Linked DNA regions of Sus scrofa: region 1 is linked to region 2. The links are chromatin contacts, called in public HiChIP or PLAC-seq maps. All regions are on one chromosome and are shown on one strand. The core of a region is the stretch at or near the end of the contact, and the rest is flanking DNA. Distances in the headings are between cores, read along the strand shown.

Region 1 (4,196 bases), core at 322-2,821, 210 kb after region 2:
TATAATCTGAATCCTTGACAACCTTAATCTCAGGCAAAAAAACCAAGAAGCAAGCAATTGTGCATTTTCTAATTGGGAGACTTCTACTTTAGTCTTCCTCTGCTAAGGAGGCAAAGATAGGTGTACTTATACCCACTCAGCAATTAATGTTCCAAAATTTATTCTATTTGAAATGACCCAGACAGTCAATAAATTCTCTATTTTTTTTTTTTTTGGTCTTTTTAGGGCCACACTAGCAGATTATGGATGTTCCCAGGCTAGGGGTCAAATTGGAGCTGTAGCTGCTGGCCTATGTCATAGCCACAGCCACACGGGATCTGAGCTGTGTCTACGACCTACGCCACAGCTCATGGTGATGTCAGATCCTTAATCCACTGAGTGATGTCAGGGATTGAATCTGCTTCCTCATGGATGCTAATTGGGTTGATTAACTACTGAGCCACAACGGTCACTCCAGTCAATAAATTCTCTTCATGTAACTTGGTTTAGTTTCAAACTAACCAAAAGCTGAAGAGGCTATTATAGATAGACATTCCCAAAATAAGTATTTCTATAGTTCACCTAAAATCTTTTTCCTCCTTTACTCTTAGAGATTAAAGTTCCAGAAATCCCAGGAAGATCACTTACATCTCAAAAGCAGGAGAAATACCAGTTCCTTCTAGAGAGCTAGTAGCCAGTTACAAAATCTCACCTTGATAGACTAGAAGAGCCATTGGGGGCCATTGTTCTCCAGATCTCTTGGCAGCCCCTACTCATGAAGGGTAGTCACAAAGACCCCACATACTAGAGGACAGCTACTTGGAGATTTCCCCCAAAACTTATGGGATCAATCCTGGAAAATTTGGACCCCATGTGTTAGTGGACACCACTAAGGTTGTTTCCATGTCTTGGCTATTGTAAATAGTGCTGCTATGAACACTGGGGTGCATGTATCTTCTTGAATTATAATTTTCTCCAGATATACTCCCAAGAGTGGGATTGCTGGATTATATAGTAATTCAATTTTTAGTTTTCTGAGGAACCTCCATACTGTTTTCCATAGGGGTCACATGAACTTACACGCCCACCAATAGTGTAGGAGGGCTGCCTTTTCTCCATACCTTCTCTAGCATTTGTTATTTGTAGACTTTTACATGATAGCCATTCTGGAAAGTCCAGAAATTTTTATTTGTGATACTGCATTATTATTCATCTCTATGTAAATGGCCACATACATAGTTTTAATTTTCTCACATCCTCTCCTTCTTGTACCTACTAAGAGGTAATCTTCTGTGATTAATTTTTAAACTGTACAGCCTTTAAAATCAAACTGTGTGTATATTTACTATTCTGTTCCTTAAAAAAAAAAAACAACCCCAAAGCTTTACCACTTATTTGGATAATTCTGTGCATTTATTCCTACCTTATTGAGTGTCAGGCGCTTATTTTGGGAGCTGAAAATACAAGGGTGAACTAGCCAAAAAGTTGCAGTTTTCACAGAATATACTTTATATACACACACTAGAAGTCAACAGGACAATTTAGCCAAGATAGTGCTATGTGCAGACAGTTAAGAAGGGGGTGTGGTAGAGTGATAAGGGAGGTGTTTTAGGTGGGGTTGTCAGGGAAAACCTTTGCTAACTGCCAGGTGCCAGATTCACCTTGGTCCTCAGCCTAGAAAACCTCTCCTGAGTCATTTGGTACCACTAAACTCCCCTTTTCTAAACTGTTGCTTTCCTTGGTTTCAGTGACAAGATAGCAGTGACTCATCTTGTCCTCACTGTCTCTTGGTTTCCTCCTACCTCTCTGACCTTCCCCTTTCAGCCTTTATTGCAGGCACATCTTCCTCTGTCCACCCTGTTGGGCAGCACAACCATCTGCCTTGGCAGCTGGAAGAAGAGCTCGACTGCTGGCTCCCTCTGCTGAGAGTCCTTGCTTGTATTCAGACCTTAGGCACAAGGGGACACTGGGGTGGTGGCACAGGCCCAGGGTACAATGTCTGAATCAAGGCGTTGAGCTGGTTTCCGACAAGGTGGAGGTTAGGGCACAGATCCAACAGGCTTTCTAACACATGACTCAATACAAGATCCCATGGTTATTCATGTTACAAGGCTGGATTCCAGATCCGAGAGGCACAATGAGTAATACCAAGCATATCCTGTAAGCTGAGGCCCAGCTTTTAACGCCATGCAAGCAAAGGTTAACCAAAACATTCAACTCTGGATTAAGGAGTAAAGATTTCTAAACAACAGTCATCAAAACCGTATGATACTGGCACAAAGACAGAAATATAGTTCAGTGGAACAGGATAGAAAGCCCAGTATTAAACCCATGCACCCACAGCCAACTAATCTACGACAAAGGAGGCAAGAATATACAATGGAGAAAAGACAGCCAGTGCAATAAGTGGTGCTGGGAAAACTGGACAATCACATGTAAAAGAATGAAATTAGAACACTCCCTAGCACCATACACAAAAATAAACTCAAAATGGATTAAAGACCTAGATATAAGACCAGACACTATAAAACTTAGAGGAAAACATGGGCCAAACACTCTGACATAAACCATAGCAACATCTTCTCAGATCCACCTCTTAGAGTAATGACAGTAAAAACAAAAATAAACAAATGGGACCTAATTAAACTTAAAAGTTTCTGCACAGCAAAGGAAACCCTAAACAAAACTGAAAGACAACCCACAGAATGGGAGAAAATATTTGCAAATAAATCATCTGACAAGGGATTAATCTCCAAATTTTATAAATACCTCCTACAGCTCAATAACAAAAAAACAAACAACCCCATCAAAAAATGGGCAGAAGATCGAAACAATTCTCCAAAGAAGACATATGGATGACCAAAAAACACAGGAAAAGATGTTCAACATCAATCATTATTAGAGAAATGCAAATCAAAAGAGTATGACTTCTCACTCAAATCTGGAACAAGACAGGGATGCCCACTCTCACCACTGCTATTCAACATAGTTTTGGAAGTCCTAGCCACAGCAATTCGACAAACAAAAGAAATAAAAGGCATCCATATAGGAAGAGAAGAGATAAAACTGTCACTGTATGCAGATGACATGATACTATACATAGAAAACCCTAAGGACTCAACCCAAAAACTACTTGAACTGATTAATAAATTCAGCAAAGTAGCAGGATATAAGATTAACATTCAGAAGTCAGTTGCATTTCTATATACCAGCAATGAAATATCAGAAAAGGAATACAAAAATACACCTTTAAAATTGCACCTCAAAAAATCAAATACCTTGAAATACACCTGACCAAGGAGGTAAAGGACTTATATGCCAAGAATTATAAAACTTTAATCAAAGAAATCAAAGAAGATGTAAAGGAATGGAAAGATATTCCATGTTCATGGATTGGAAAAATCAATATTGTGAAAATGGCCATACTACCCAAAGCAATCTCCAGATTCAATGCAATCCCTATCAAATTACCCATGACATTTTTCACAGAACTAGAACAAACAACCCAAAAATTTATATGGAACAACAAAAGACCCAGAATTGCCAAAGCATTCCTGAGAAACAAAAACCAAGCAGGAGGCATAACTTTCCCAGACTTCAAGAAATATTACAAAGCCACAGTCATCAAAACAATGTGGTACTGGTATCAAAACAGACAGACAGACCAATGGAACAGAATAGAGAACCCAGAAATAAACCCTGACACCTATGGTCAATTAATCTTTGACAAGGGAGGCAAGAACATCAAATGGGAAAAAGAAAGTCTATTCAGCAAGCATTGCTGGGAAACCTGGACAGCTGCATGCAAAGCAATGAAACTTAGAACACACCCTCACACCATGCACAAAAATAAACTCAAAATGGCTGAAAGACTTAAATATACGACAGGACACCATCAAACTCCTAGAAGAAAACATAGGTAAAACACTCTCTGACATCAACATCATGAATATTTTCTCAGGTCAGTCTCCCAAAGCAGTAGAAATAAGAGCAAAAATAAACCAATGGGACCTAATCAAACTGAAAAGCTTTTGCACAGCAAAGGAAACCCAAAAGAAAACAAAAAGACAACTTACAGAATGGAAGAAAATAGTTTTAAATGATGCAATGGACAAGGGCTTAATCTCTAGAATATATAAGCAACTTATACAACTCAACAGCAAAAAAGCCAATCAACCAATGGAAAAATGGGCAATAGACCTGAATAGACTGTTCTC
Region 2 (3,895 bases), core at 978-3,477:
GAGCCCTACAACCAAGATACAGAGGATATCCAGTGGCTGTGTAGGCCAAAAAGAAAAAGAAAGAAGTCACCTCACATGGAGATGGCTAGAAGAGGAATAGAACCATAACTCAGAATGTTGTAATAGTTCTGGGATCTACCCCCATTTGCTCTCCTCACAGAAGCATTTCTTTCCTCTCTCCTTATATCTTTTTTTTTTTTTTTTGTCTTTTGTCTTTTTAGGGCCCTCCCCACAGCGTATGGAGGTTCCCAGGCTAGGGGTAGAATCGGAGTTACAGCTGCCGGCCTACACCACAGCCCCAGCAACGCCAGATCTGAGCCAAGTCTGTGACCTACACCACAGCTCACAGCAATGCTGGATCCTTAACCCACTGAGCGAGGCCAGGGATCGAACCTGCAACCTCGTGGTTATTAGTTGGGTCCATTTACCACTGAGCCACGATAGCAACTTCAATCTCTCCTTATATCTTTAACCCGGCAGATAGAGGAACTTTCTCACCTTTCTGTCACTAGTATTCCCCTCTATCCAAGCTTTTCTTTCAAAGCTGGCATCCCCCACCAGGCTCGGTGATACCCCCAAGCTGTTCCAACCTTTGGACAAAGCCTCAATTCTCTGTGCTCCATCTGCTCTGCTCTGGACACTTTTCTACAGACCCCAGGGAACCAAAGTTCTGAGGACCAGGTCCCTCCCTGTCCATCATTCTGCTTTCCTCTCACAGCCCCAAGAACTAATCTCATGCTTTACCTGGGCCCCTTCCTCTTCCGCCCCCGACAGAGACACACACACAAGCACCAGTCAGGAGTCGACGCTTCACCATGGGTATCCAGGGGCTGGGAATGCATAGTCTCATCCTCCATGCCTTCCACACAGCCAGCTGTTTTCTTTCTTTAAGGTGCCAACTGTTTCTGAGGCTGAAAAGTCCCTAGCTCTATCTGCGCCCCAAGGAACTTCCATTTCTTGCCCAAGACTTTAGAATTCCTCAACATCTGTATGAATTACCAGGAAAAAGGGACAGGTGTCATTTCTCTGATGGGTGCTCTGAGAGGACAGCACCCACCCTGATCAGCCACAGACATAGTCAACCTCCCATTGTAATGACCATCTTTCACAGGGGTGGGGACAACATGCTTCCTCATACTTATGAATACTCTTAGGTACTACAGATTTTGTATATCATTCTGAGCTACTGTCTGAAAACTGCTACAAATAGATATGTGGTAGTTCAGGGTCAGGCCTTTTTTTTTTTTTTTTTGGGGCACCTGCAGCATGTAAGTTCCTTGGTGAGGGGTTGAATCAGAGCTGCAGCTGCTGGCCTATGCTACAGTCACAGCAACAAGGGATCCAAGCCTCATTTGCGACTTACACCACAGCTCACGGCAACATCAGATCCTTAACCCACTGAGTGAGGCCAGGAATTAAACCCACATCCTCATGGATACTAGATGGATTCTTAACCCACTGAGCCACAATGGGAATTCCCAGGCATTTTTTATTTTCATTAATCACAAAGGTGCAAAGGCATGGAGGTACTGACAGATAAAAATGGGCATTGCACAGATGGACAGAGGCTGTCAGAGGTCATCTCACCACCATCTCTCACACAAAGTGTATGTAAGCCCAGCCTTTCTGCCTCTGCCCACGTGACTCTCCTCACGGGGAATGCCTCTACCTTCTCACTGCTCATTTAAGGTCCACCTTCTCTGGGAAACCCAGCCTGAACGTTCCTCTTGCCATGTACGCCCCTTGTCCCTGAACGCTACTGCACCTAGTCGGCCTCTGTCAATGTTAAACCTCTACTCAGTCTCCACGATCTTATGTCCTGTGTCACTGCATCATAAGCAGCTTGCATGCAGGGACCAAGCCGCCTATTTTCCATGCATATTCTCCCTCCCACACACCTAGCACAGTGCTGAGCAAATAGCTACCTGATAGCTTTGCTGCTCTGGGCGCTGGTTCTGCAGAGGTTCTAAAGTGCTCTATGAGAACTAGAAAGGCAAGGTCAGAATACTCTGGGTGAAAGTGGGGTCTGAGTCACCAACAGTGCCCCTGCTAAGACACGAAGGCTGCCTTACAGCAAACGGCGGCTCAGAAGTAAGGCGGATGCACTACTGCCCCTGATCCTGCCCGGAGGCCTAGTTCTTGTGGACAGGAGATAGGAATGCCGCCCAGCTCCAGGGCACGCAGAGGGGCAGAGGAGTCACAGGGCCCGAGGCGGGGCCCAGCCTTGAGCAAGAGGACATCTCTGGCTTCCCCTTTTCCTTCCCCTGCAGCCCTGAACAATGGGGGCTGCGCCTAATGACCAGAGGGCGCCTCGACATCAAGGGGCTGGCATTTAAACACAACGGGGACCCAGAGGTGCAGCTAGCCATAGGTGACCCCCACCAGCCAGATGCCGGCTCCCGGCTCCCTGGACAGAGTGTGCGTCTACTCCCCACTCCTCAGCCCACCCTGGGCTGCAGAGCCTTGACACGTACCCACTTGGCGATGGGGCAGCCACGTGAGCTCTTCCCTCCTTCCCCGTGTAGATGACCTTCTCGATCCGGATGGCCTTCCCCTTCTCTCCGTACCTGGAGAGGGAGACAGAAGCCACCATTAGCAAGTAGAAGCCCAAAGGAGAGAACTCCCGGTACGAAGGCAAGCCTCTCGAGACTGCGGGGCAACAGAGATGGGAGAGACAGGTTTACATGCTTCCTCTGTGTTAGAGCCTCTGGGGTCACAGCTCCACTTACGGCCTCCCAGGGCCTCCGGTCAGAGACCCAGGCAGAAGGTCTCTGACTATGACTTAGGAGCCTCCAGGAAGGGCACTCATACCAGAGGCTCAACACAGGCATGTGCATCCAGCCCTGTTAGCTAAGTCACCCCGAGGGTTAGTTATAAATTCAATAAAATGCCACAGACAAAAGAAAAGAAACGGAGAAACCCTTATTATTCTCTTTCAACAATTCCCAACTGACACTTGCACAGATGAGGTCAGACAGCTGAGGTCGAGGGAGGTGAACCTATGTACAAACTGCCTCACGATTTCCTTGGACAGTAAACACGCCTGGTTCCTGCGCGTGCCCCATCCCTGGCCCTCACACCCGTGCACATACACACTCCAGGATTCTGAAAGCATCGAGGTAACTGCACCATGTTCTGAGGTGAGGAAGCTGAGGCCCCCAGAACGGAACTGAGCTGCCCGAGGCCACACAGCTCCCTGGGGCAGTTCAAGTGCAGCCCTGCAAGTCAGAGAGCCAGTCTGAAAGACAGCCCAGCCGCTTTCTTGTTACAGGACTGTGGCCAAATGACTAAACTCTCAGCCTCAGTTTCCTCATCTATAAAATGGGGATAAAAATGGTTGGGAAAAGATCAAGCAAGATAATCCACAGGGAGTGTATCAAAGTACTCTGACGTTCCTGGCTTCAGGGAGGAACCCAATAAACATTAACTATTCTTAATAATGTCAACAGCCATCTTGCTGAACTGCCTTATTTTTTAAGTTTTTTGGTTTCAAGTACAATATCATACCATCTGCGAATAATGGTTATTTGCCACTTCTTCCTCTCCTATGCCTCTATCTCAGCCTGTCTGGAGAGGCCAGCACTTCCAAAGTGTTAGCTTTGCTTATTTCCCACTTCACTGGAAATGTTTCTAACTATTCATCGCTGCACATGAAGCTCGCTGACTTGGGGATAGAGACAGAGCTTCCCCTTACTGTGAGGGGCTCTACTAATAAGAGTTTCCTGTTCTGAGGATTTTTAATCAAGAATTGTTTATCAAATATGTTTTTTAGGATCTAAGGACATGGATGACCCAATGGTTTTTCTCCTTTGGCCAATTACTATGGTATGGTATTTTAATAGACTGTCTAAATCAAACTGTCCTTACATTTCTGTAACAAATCCAATTTGGTCAT

The links. HiChIP or PLAC-seq counts read pairs in DNA pulled down with a chosen protein or histone mark.
Region 1: a contact with region 2 is called in an H3K27ac HiChIP or PLAC-seq map of alveolar macrophages. The contact joins two enhancer-like sites. A contact is called at or near these places in 1 of 47 Hi-C or Micro-C datasets (retroperitoneal adipose tissue) and 1 of 2 datasets of contacts at active chromatin or transcription factors (alveolar macrophages).

The regions. Positions count from the first base shown.
Region 1 is chr3:69,147,085-69,151,280 of Sscrofa11.1, forward strand. No RefSeq gene overlaps it. Among named protein-coding and RNA genes, the nearest start is that of ACTG2, 28 kb to the left of the region's middle. Within about 2 kb of position 1,572, at least 14 of the 83 cell types and tissues checked have an H3K27ac peak or open chromatin away from gene starts, as enhancers often do. A contact at or near this core is called in alveolar macrophages, where this site is marked.
Region 2 is chr3:68,940,259-68,944,153 of Sscrofa11.1, forward strand. It overlaps TET3 (methylcytosine dioxygenase TET3), which reads right to left. Exons shown (of 12, transcript XM_021087365.1): 5 at 2,515-2,567; 6 at 2,475-2,512. Among named protein-coding and RNA genes, the nearest start is that of BOLA3, 59 kb to the left of the region's middle. Within about 2 kb of position 2,228, at least 2 of the 83 cell types and tissues checked have an H3K27ac peak or open chromatin away from gene starts, as enhancers often do. A contact at or near this core is called in alveolar macrophages, where this site is marked.